2 separate regions of the Rattus norvegicus genome follow, and region 1 is linked to region 2. A link is a contact called in public Hi-C data. All regions are on one chromosome and are shown on one strand. Each heading gives the region's core, a stretch centred on a gene start, on an enhancer-like site or on the middle of the called end of the contact. The rest is flanking DNA. Distances are from core to core; before and after follow the strand shown.

Evidence for each region. Hi-C and Micro-C count contacts between places; a contact is called where the count stands out from the background.
Region 1: a contact with region 2 is called in a Hi-C map of liver, with 3 times the contacts expected there. The contact joins the enhancer-like site here to the promoter of Rala in region 2. A contact is called at or near these places in 4 of 12 Hi-C or Micro-C datasets (Schwann cells, kidney, liver and 1 more) and 1 of 1 datasets of contacts at active chromatin or transcription factors (oligodendrocytes).

What each region holds. Positions count from the first base shown.
Region 1 is chr17:51,907,011-51,911,702 of GRCr8, forward strand. No RefSeq gene overlaps it. Among named protein-coding and RNA genes, the nearest start is that of Cdk13, 37 kb to the right of the region's middle. Within about 2 kb of position 2,486, at least 11 of the 93 cell types and tissues checked have an H3K27ac peak or open chromatin away from gene starts, as enhancers often do. A contact at or near this core is called in liver, where this site is marked.
Region 2 is chr17:51,784,912-51,789,317 of GRCr8, forward strand. Rala (RAS like proto-oncogene A) reads left to right here and starts at 2,797. Exons shown (of 5, transcript NM_031093.3): 1 at 2,797-2,989.

The DNA.
Region 1 (4,692 bases), core at 1,236-3,735, 120 kb after region 2:
TGCTGGAAAAATATCTCTGTACAACATTGAGACAGGAGCTACTCCAATTATCATGGCAATGGCAGAATCTAAACTGCAACCAGATCTCTGGGCACAGAAGCCAACATCTGAACACACACAGAGCACAAAACCGTCTCCCAATATTAGTGTGCTAGGAGAGTCTCCTGCCTGTCTGGCCAGTATTACACTGTGGGTCCATGTCATAATCACACTGTGACAATTCTTACTCAGCACTGTATAGCACCTTCTAGCACTATGACAGCCAGATAGCCAGGAAGAAACTTCTAGATTAGTGCCAGCTTGAAGCATATAACGGCTTCAGCAATGGAGCCTTGTCATCTTGTTCTGGAGGGCACCAACAGTAGTAGCAATTTCCAAAGTCAGAGAAGACTTTGGTCTTATGCCCAAACTGACCAGTTCAGAAAGTTGGTTTATTTACCCCTCCCTCACACCATCATTTGACCTGGTGATATGAAACTTTGGTATGAATAAGTCTGTTTGAGTTCAATTCATTAGGCATCCCACAGTAGCTCAGTCCAAGCCAATGGTTTCCTATGCGTCCCATTTGATATTAATACACTACTGGGCAGGATTCAGAGAAGCTGGGAACAGCTTCAGCAGGACTGGAGGAGCTCGGAGTCTAGAGGCTGTCCACAAAAGGGGAGCCAACAGATCAGTATCCTAGGGCATGAGCTACACATGCCTGTGTGTCTGTGGAGCATGATACATGCCTGTGTGTCTATGGAGCATGATACATGCCTGTGTGTCTGTGGAGCATGATACTGATGGTTTCTTGTCTACCTTCCACATCCTATGTGCTAGCCCCTGGCAGTGCATACCAGCCTGGGGTTATTCAGGGAAATGGATTCTGTGACAAGTTTCAACTTCACTAAAATGCTACAACCCTAAACCACATACCTAGGAAGATGAGGTCCAATTTGTGGCTAGGATTTTTACTTCAGACTGTCTAAAAATGGAAGAGAGGAAGTCAGAGAAGCACTTGGGGCTCTGCCAGAGAACCTAAGTTCAGTTTCTGTGGTTCACAACTTCCTGCCAGAAAGTCCAGTTTCAGGAGACTCAAAGAGCTCTTTGACCTCCTTGAGAACTGCACTCATGTGGCCTACACAAAAACAGAAACACACATACACACATATACACAGAGAGAAATATATGTTTTTTAATGCTGAAGAGAAAAGGGAGTAAATGTCCTGCAAGGAATTTCCTCTTTCTCATTTACTTTTTGCTTCATTTTGGAGGAAAGAGATGCATGGCTGCCCCTGAAAGTTACCTCTTCAGAAGCACCCAGGTCCTCTGCCCTGGACTTTTCCCAAAGGAGGGTCTTTTATCACAGTTCAAAGCACAGGAACAAAGGATCCCTGACAGTTTAGAGTTTGGGAGAGGCAGCTGATTTTTAAGGGTTTGAATTACCTAAGTATGTTTCATCGTATACTCTTAACTCCCGGGCAATCTCATCAACAACTGAAGCAGCCTCAATCCCTATAACAGTATCTACTGGAGTTCGTTTATTTCAGTACTCCAAAAGATGGCAGGCGTGTAGTTTGTCTCCATAGTTGCCAAGCTTCTTCCCTTGGCAACAACACCTGGATTCACGATGATTTCCATGCTGAGCTTCTGATTCATCCTGGGTAGGCCTGCTTTCAAGTGACGACGACGACGACGACGACTACGACGACAGTGACTGCTTCAGGCCACTTTTGAGAATAAAGTAGTCTCATAGTCAGGAGCACAGGTTTCAGCCCAGATTTCACAGGTTGGACTTCCAGTTTACCGTGTTTGCTGTATGACTGACCTTCAACAGTGCCTCAGAGCTTTACATAGAAAATGAAGATTAAAAGTAGCAACAGCTTGAGGGAACGGTAGTAAGGATTCAGTAAATTCAGATATAAAAGCATAGATGAACCCTGAACCCTGTCCATAAAATTACGCACATAAAATACAGATTTAACAAACAGTGAGGGGGTTGGGGATTTGGCTCAGTGGTAGAGCGCTTGCCTAGCAAGCGCAAGGCCCTGGGTTCGGTCCCCAGCTCTGAAAAGAAGAAAAGAAAAACAAACAAACAAACAAACAAACAGTGAGCACTCAGCAAACATTTGCTATTCCTTTAATTCTGAATATGACTCGTGGCTCATTTACTGTAGTGAGTGCATATTGGAAACTATTCTGGATCTCCAGATCTTTCGCATTTTTAAAGCCTAGAAGGCGTGCTGCACATTTCTCAATAGCTGGTCTTCATGTCTCTTCATTTTGGACCCTCTGTATTCTATGGCAGTGCCAACAACGCGTCAGGAAAAATCTTATGATAGAAATATAGCAAGTGTCATTTCTGCTTTTATTTAAAAAAACAAAACCAAAAACATTTGGAGAAGCTTAAGTTTAATTTTCTAGTTGTCCACGGGATGGCAGCACTGCTCTGAAATTGGCTGAAGAGTATGGTCCACTCCCGCCCTCTGCCGCAGACTGGCTGGTTTGGATTTTAAACATGGCTTCGTAGATCTCAGATTATTTCACACCCTTATTTAGACTCCACTTCGTCAACAACTTGGACCAAGAGCACCTTCGCATTGAGTGATACTGTTGTCTCTTCGTGGCTTGGAGCACAATTTCAGTTTGGCCCAAAAGGTCTCTGTCGTGGCTCTCAGCAGTGTTGCTTGTGTGCAGTGAACGCAGGGAAGCAGGCTCTCCTAGAGTTCCTCAGACCTGACAGTCCATGTTCGAGGTCAGGAGTGTCTTCGTAGGAGACCAGCTCCTCACTTCCGTGCCCTGAGTAACCACAGCAGGGAGAGGAGAGAGTGTGTCAGGTCAACCTGGCGATCTCTGCTCTTCGGAATTCCCTGTTTGCCCAGGAAGGAAAAGGAAAAACAGAAAATGCAAGGTCAAAAGGTAAGAGGGGACTGGAGAGGTGGCTCAAACGGGACTGGAGAGACAGCTCAGTAGCGTGGCTGCTTTCTATTCTTGCAGAGGACAGTGTTCAGTTCCAAGCACCTACAAAAGGCCTCGCACTGTCTGTGACTGTAATCCCAAGCTATCCCAGGCCCTTTTTCAGCCTCCGTGGAATCCTACAGTGCCCAGAAACTAAGCAGGCTCACATACACATGCACATGCACATGCACATGCACATGCACATGCACATGCACATGCACATGCACATGCACATACACATGCACATTAAAAAAAGTTAATCTTGGGGCTGGGGATTTAGCTCAGTGGTAGAGTGCTTACCTAGGAAGCGCAAGGCCCTGGGTTCGGTCCCCAGCTCCGAAAAAAAGAACCAAAAAAAAAAAAAAAACAAAAGTTAATCTTTAATAAAACCAAACTAGGCTATATTCAGATTCCTTAGAACCATGTCAATTTTTATATCATGATGACATTACTGAAACTCATGCCCCAGCAGGTTTTCAGGGTCTGGTTGCCTACTTTCTTACACCTTTAGGATTATTGGGGTGGAACCTGTCACTGTAGGATATCTTCTGTTTAATTGAAGTCCAAGGGGATTTGCGGTGGAAAACTTTTGGAGACGGAGTTATGGCGCCCTCTGGTGACTCATTGTAGGCATGACCATTCTGGTTTCCATTTCTCCCTCTAAACAATCCACGTTTTGCTGTTTGAATCCTACGTAACCCTGCTTTGAGACTATCAATTTTCACATAATCTTGGGATCCCCAAAGTAGATGTTATGAGGCTACTTATCAGCAACGTGTAAGCAAAGCAGAATTAAAGAGGAAGAACCAGTAAACTGTGAGTTAAAAATAGCAATGTACTTGGTGTCTAAAGAGCTGGTGCCTGCAGTCCCCAAGTTCCCTTTCCCCATCTTTTCCTGGAAGATAGTCTAAGTAAATGACTTCCTCCCCGGGTGCACAGACTGTGTCCTTTGAGACTTTTACCTCCACCAAAGCTTGTGCCAGTGACTTGTTTGAGGGTGGTGCCAGGTCCTGCTTTTTGTGCCAGGAAGTGGCCCCAGTAGGTAACACACACTTCGCACATTGGCCAGAGAGCCCTTGCATTGACCTTGGTGGTACTCACGACGGTTCTCCTTATTTTCAGGCTTTAACATGCTGAATAACAATTTTTTTTTGGTTCTTTTTTTTTTTTTTTCCCGGAGCTGGGGACCGAACCCAGGGCCTTGCGCTTCCTAGGCAAGCGCTCTACCGCTGAGCTAAATCCCCAACCCCCCTGAATAACAATTTTTAAAAGTAGAAACAAGGGTCATGTGTTTTGGAGAAACCCAGCAAATCAAGCTGTAGACATCACAAACTTGATTCATTGCAGTTCCTATGTGGATTCCAAAGGCTGAAGCCAGTCTGCATGGTTTTCTGCTTTGGTTTGAGGATGCAATCCCGTCTTTGGGTGTGCTAGGAAGTGTATCATAATACACGCCTAGACCCAGCGTCTGTTTTCCTTCTGCCATGAACACCCCCCCCCCCATCAACAGCACTCTACCTTTGTAGGTCTCAGCAGTATCCTGGGTGCACAAGAGTGAACTTCCTCATTTTCTCTCTGCAAAATGCTTCCCAAGTCTCCTAAACCTTAGCTGCCAGTTCAGTGGTTGCAATCAGACTCTTTGTTTGCAGTGTTATGTGTTAAATAAACAATTTACTTGGGCATGGTGCTGTATGCTCTTAGTTCCAGCACTGGGGAGGCAAAAGCAGGCCAATATCTGTGAGTTTGAGACCC
Region 2 (4,406 bases), core at 1,547-4,046:
TTTTTGATCTATAGTTGTGTGGTATTTTGTACTTTTACTATATAGTTACAGTCATAAGGTATTTTACATTATCCTTTTATCACTGTATGATTTAGAAACCATAATCTGATTGTAGTGACCGCCCAAATGAAATATTTCCCTTACATGGGATGATACACTTGATTCTGTTTGATTCCCTGCAAAATTCTTCAGTCTTTTCATAACAGATTTTATGCTTATTAGTTATAAATAAAATTATGCATTTTATCACCAGAAATGAACCCAAATTAGTGTTTTAAAGTGCTCTTTGATATATCGACATAGTATAACAATGACCTTTGAATAGCATCTGTGAGAATTAAAACTGAGATCCCCTTTAGCTTTGTTAAATTTTACATTATTTTCCAGGGCTATTATCATACCTTAGCCTCAGTTCCTAGTTGTTCTTGTATGGGTATGGATATATATATGTCAACAGAATATTTTCATATCTTCATGCAGAGTTCTAATTTAATTTAAATGACCCTTGTTAAAATGAGCTATTTTATAAACAGATTGGTTTTTCCCAGAGAAGTGCAGAAATAAGGACAGAGCAGTAGAGAGAGTATTTATACAATCCGGGTGGAACAATCAGACAGTGAATTAAACTAGATCAGAGAAGCCAGAAGAACCAAATGCTGCTAGAGAGGAAGCAGCTGTGTAAGCTCAGAGTCAAGGAAGGGGGATAAGGTCACAGTTTAATTAATGTATTTCAGACCCTGTACCTTAGGGGGAAAAAATGTTCCAAAATGTCCCTAATACACAGGCAGTTTGAGTCTTGGAAGTCAAGAAAAATAATATTAATAAATAGGACACTTGAATAAAATGTGTTGCTTTCTTTTTATAACGTATTAGTTTGTTATAAGAATACACTCAAAAATTAAGGATGCATGTTATTGAATGAAGCTAACTTAATGACCATATTCATTATTTAGGCCTTTTTTCTTTTTAACAGTAAGAGGACATTTTTCATTCTGTGTTTTGGATTTCAGTTCCCCCTGTCTCTTGTGGAGACCTCCACATATCATATCTTCATGCAGACCACCAGGTATTAGAATAATATTAGAATGGCTATGGATAGTAAGATGTATTAATATAGTATTTTAAAAATTTCTCTCAAGTAAAGCACAAAGGAGAAAAGGTTTTGAAACTATGCTCAACAAAGTGAGACTGCATCTGCTTGAATGTGGTAATATAAACCTATGGTGTGCCTAACTTCAGCTCCTCCTGCCCTCTCCAGAGCTCAGAATGCAGCACACAGCAATTACCACTAGATAACACCACTCACTTCAGAAAAAAAGAAGAAACCCTTCTCCCATAAATTATGTCCATTCTCCTTTACCTCTTCAGTAAAGTACACCATCATGCAATGGAGATACAGCTCTAGGAGCAGAGTGGGTGCTGACTAGGCATGAAACCCAGGGTTCTAACTCCAGCATAAACAGATATGATGGTGCAGGTCTCTATTACCAGCACTTAGGAGACGGAGATAGGAGAGTCTGAAGTATCAACACCACACACACACAGAGTATACACTTTTACCCTGCAAAAGCAAAACATTCACTTCCAATTCTCCTAACCTCTAGTTGCCCAGCAAACAATTCTTATTTGGCTTATGAAGCTTATGTGGCTTCATCATTTGGAAAATCATCTCTTTAAGATGGTTACCGGCACTGTTACAAAGATCTTTCTCCTTCCTCTTCTGCAATAGTTGACTATCTACTCTCAGCTTGCTATACTGCCTAACACCCCCATTAATCCATCCTCCACTTACAAACAACTTAGCCATTCTACTTCCAAAATTTAATAGACAACAGAAACGTCAGCCATGATCTGACTCTTGCCTCCTTCTGCAGCCTCATCTTTCTCATCAGCCCTGGTAGAACTTTTAAGACAGATAAATAGTACTCAGTCTTCCCTATGAACAACTGATCCCTGCTCTGAGGTAACTTCCTTTATTTGGATCCGATTTACCAACTTCTTTTCATACTGGAAAAAGATCTTAATTAAAACTCTAACTACAGTTAGTAAAGTCATCAAGTCTTCCCTCCATTCATACTTTCAAATGCAAGTATTTGGTTTCTTGATTGCAAACTTGACTGAGTGGACATTCATTCTTTTAAGTAGTCATGCCAACAAAGCCCTTGGTTCTTAATTCGGGGCCAAAGGAAGAGAATTTTAAAGTCCAGGGAAGAATGTGTGGCAGCTATCAGATGCTGGGCAAACTATCTCAAACTTGTAGGCAGATTTAAAGAAAACAACTACTAATTTAAGACATTAAATTAGTGTGCCACGGAAGCTGTCGCCTTATCTAGTGCCGAAAGGGAATACTCCTTCAAAAGGAACCTGAAGCCCATATGCAGAGGCTAGTTCTCCACTCAGCCAGCTGCCGAGACCCTCCAACCAGGACAGGCGACCAATCCACCTCCCAGGACTTGAACTGCGACAAGCCACGTTGCAGGCTACACGCTGGAAAACGCTTGCCAGAGAACCTAGCAGCCCCCAGAAGCAAGATGGCGGCCTCCCCCTCCCCTTCTTTCTCCAGGAGCCTCTCCATGTCCATGACCCAGACACGGGAACCCCGGCCCGGCCGTAGGAGGTGATTGCGCCTTGAGAACCCGGTAGCTCGTCGTGGGTCCGCCTGGAGGTTATACCACTGCGCCTCCCCCACGCCCGGAGAGCCTTTGTTCGCGGCCGCCAGAGTATTCGGCCCCGAGGACAGGAAGTGCCGATTGGCGCCCCGCCCCGTTCCCTCGCGCCCCGGAAGTGATCTGCGGCGGCTGCTGCAGAGCGGCCCGGAGGAGGGTGGGTCTCCCTAGAGCGGAGCGCCGGAGTCCTCCCCCTCCGCCGCCGCCCAGGCCGCCGCCGCCCTCACGATTCCTCCTGCCGCGCCCCGCGCGGGACTCCGAGCGCGGTCCGATCGGCACAGCCGAGGCTCAAGAGCCCGCGGGGCGAGCGGCTCGCGGTGCAGGTGAGCGCTTGCCGGCCGGGGAGGCCGGGCCGCGGCGGGGGTGTGTCCGACCGGCCAGGCCTGTGGCCGCCGAGATTGCACGTCCCGCCTGCCGCCTGTACTGGGACCCGACTGCGCCCCGACAGCGGGCGGCGTCTCCGGAAGGTCACCTGCATCGCTCCGGTGGCGCCCAGGGCTGTACCCGGGCGGTGCCCACAACCTGGGGCCGCCGCCGCAGTCCCTGCGCCGCACTCCACCTCCCTCGCTTTCAATCCACTCCTTGCCGGTACAGAGCAGCTGCTTTTCGAGCTTCTCTGCCAGTCTTTGGTGCCAGTTAAAGGAATGGCTTTTTCAGACTAAAGTCTTTAGACGCTTCGCGTCCAGCTGAAAGCTCATAGGCTCTTCTTGTATAGGTTTAGCCTCTAGAAGAGGAAGGGAATATAGGTATTTTGTATGACGAGGGTATCTTCCGCGTTTGGTTCCTTGAAAGATGGCAAGGAGTAGAAGATACGATTTGTGTGCTTTAGCTGGGCATATGTGTGTTTGAGTGGGCGGACGTGGTGGCGCTGAGGTGGTTGTGTTGTTGAGGGACTTAGGAGGAATTAAAGAATTAACTGGCCTTTGCTTGGAAACCAGAATGTCCAGACTCGTGAGAGCTCATCCAAGTGTCTTTGAGCTACTGTGAGAACTCTGGTGCCACGCCCTACCTGTCAAGCCAGAAAGCACCCAATTTACAAACAGTTTGGGTATGTGTGCTGGGAGAACCTTTATTTCTGTAAATTATTTCCTGTAAATAAATTACAACTTTAATTACGTTCCCAAAATTGGGTAATGTTTATTACAGTGTAGAAGGATTCCTTTAACTTCTGCTTGTTAATATGTCTCAGAGTATCCTATTAGTCTTTGCTGTTTGTATCTGTTGATACAATATTCTTGTAAATGACTCTTGTGACCCCTAAGATGTTTCTACAGCTTAATTTTTTTCAGAGGAGGAGCCTTTTCATCTTCCTCTCTGTTATCATGTAAAGTGCTCAGAACTCCCTGAATTTTTTTACTGAATGAATGACTGTGAATGTGTACAGTTGATGGAATAGTCACTTGTCAGAAGCAACTGACTTTGGTTGAGGGTATAGCTGAATGACAGTAGTTGCCTACCAAGGAAGGGGTACTAGTTTCCATCTGTAGCACGGCCCCCAAACAATTTTGTTAAGAGCACAGTTTTCTTCCTTTGAGATTCTTGGAGTGTAAAAATTTTGCTTTATCTTTTTTTTTGTTCTCCAAAAGATCAAGGAACTACTCAGGAAGAATTTCATTTTCACAACTCTGACTGGGGAAAGGTTTAAAAATATTTAGGGATTATGATGAGATGACATATTTTACTGTTTTCTGTTTACTTTTAGAGTATATCCAGAGTTAGAAGGAAGAGATTTCCTGGCAA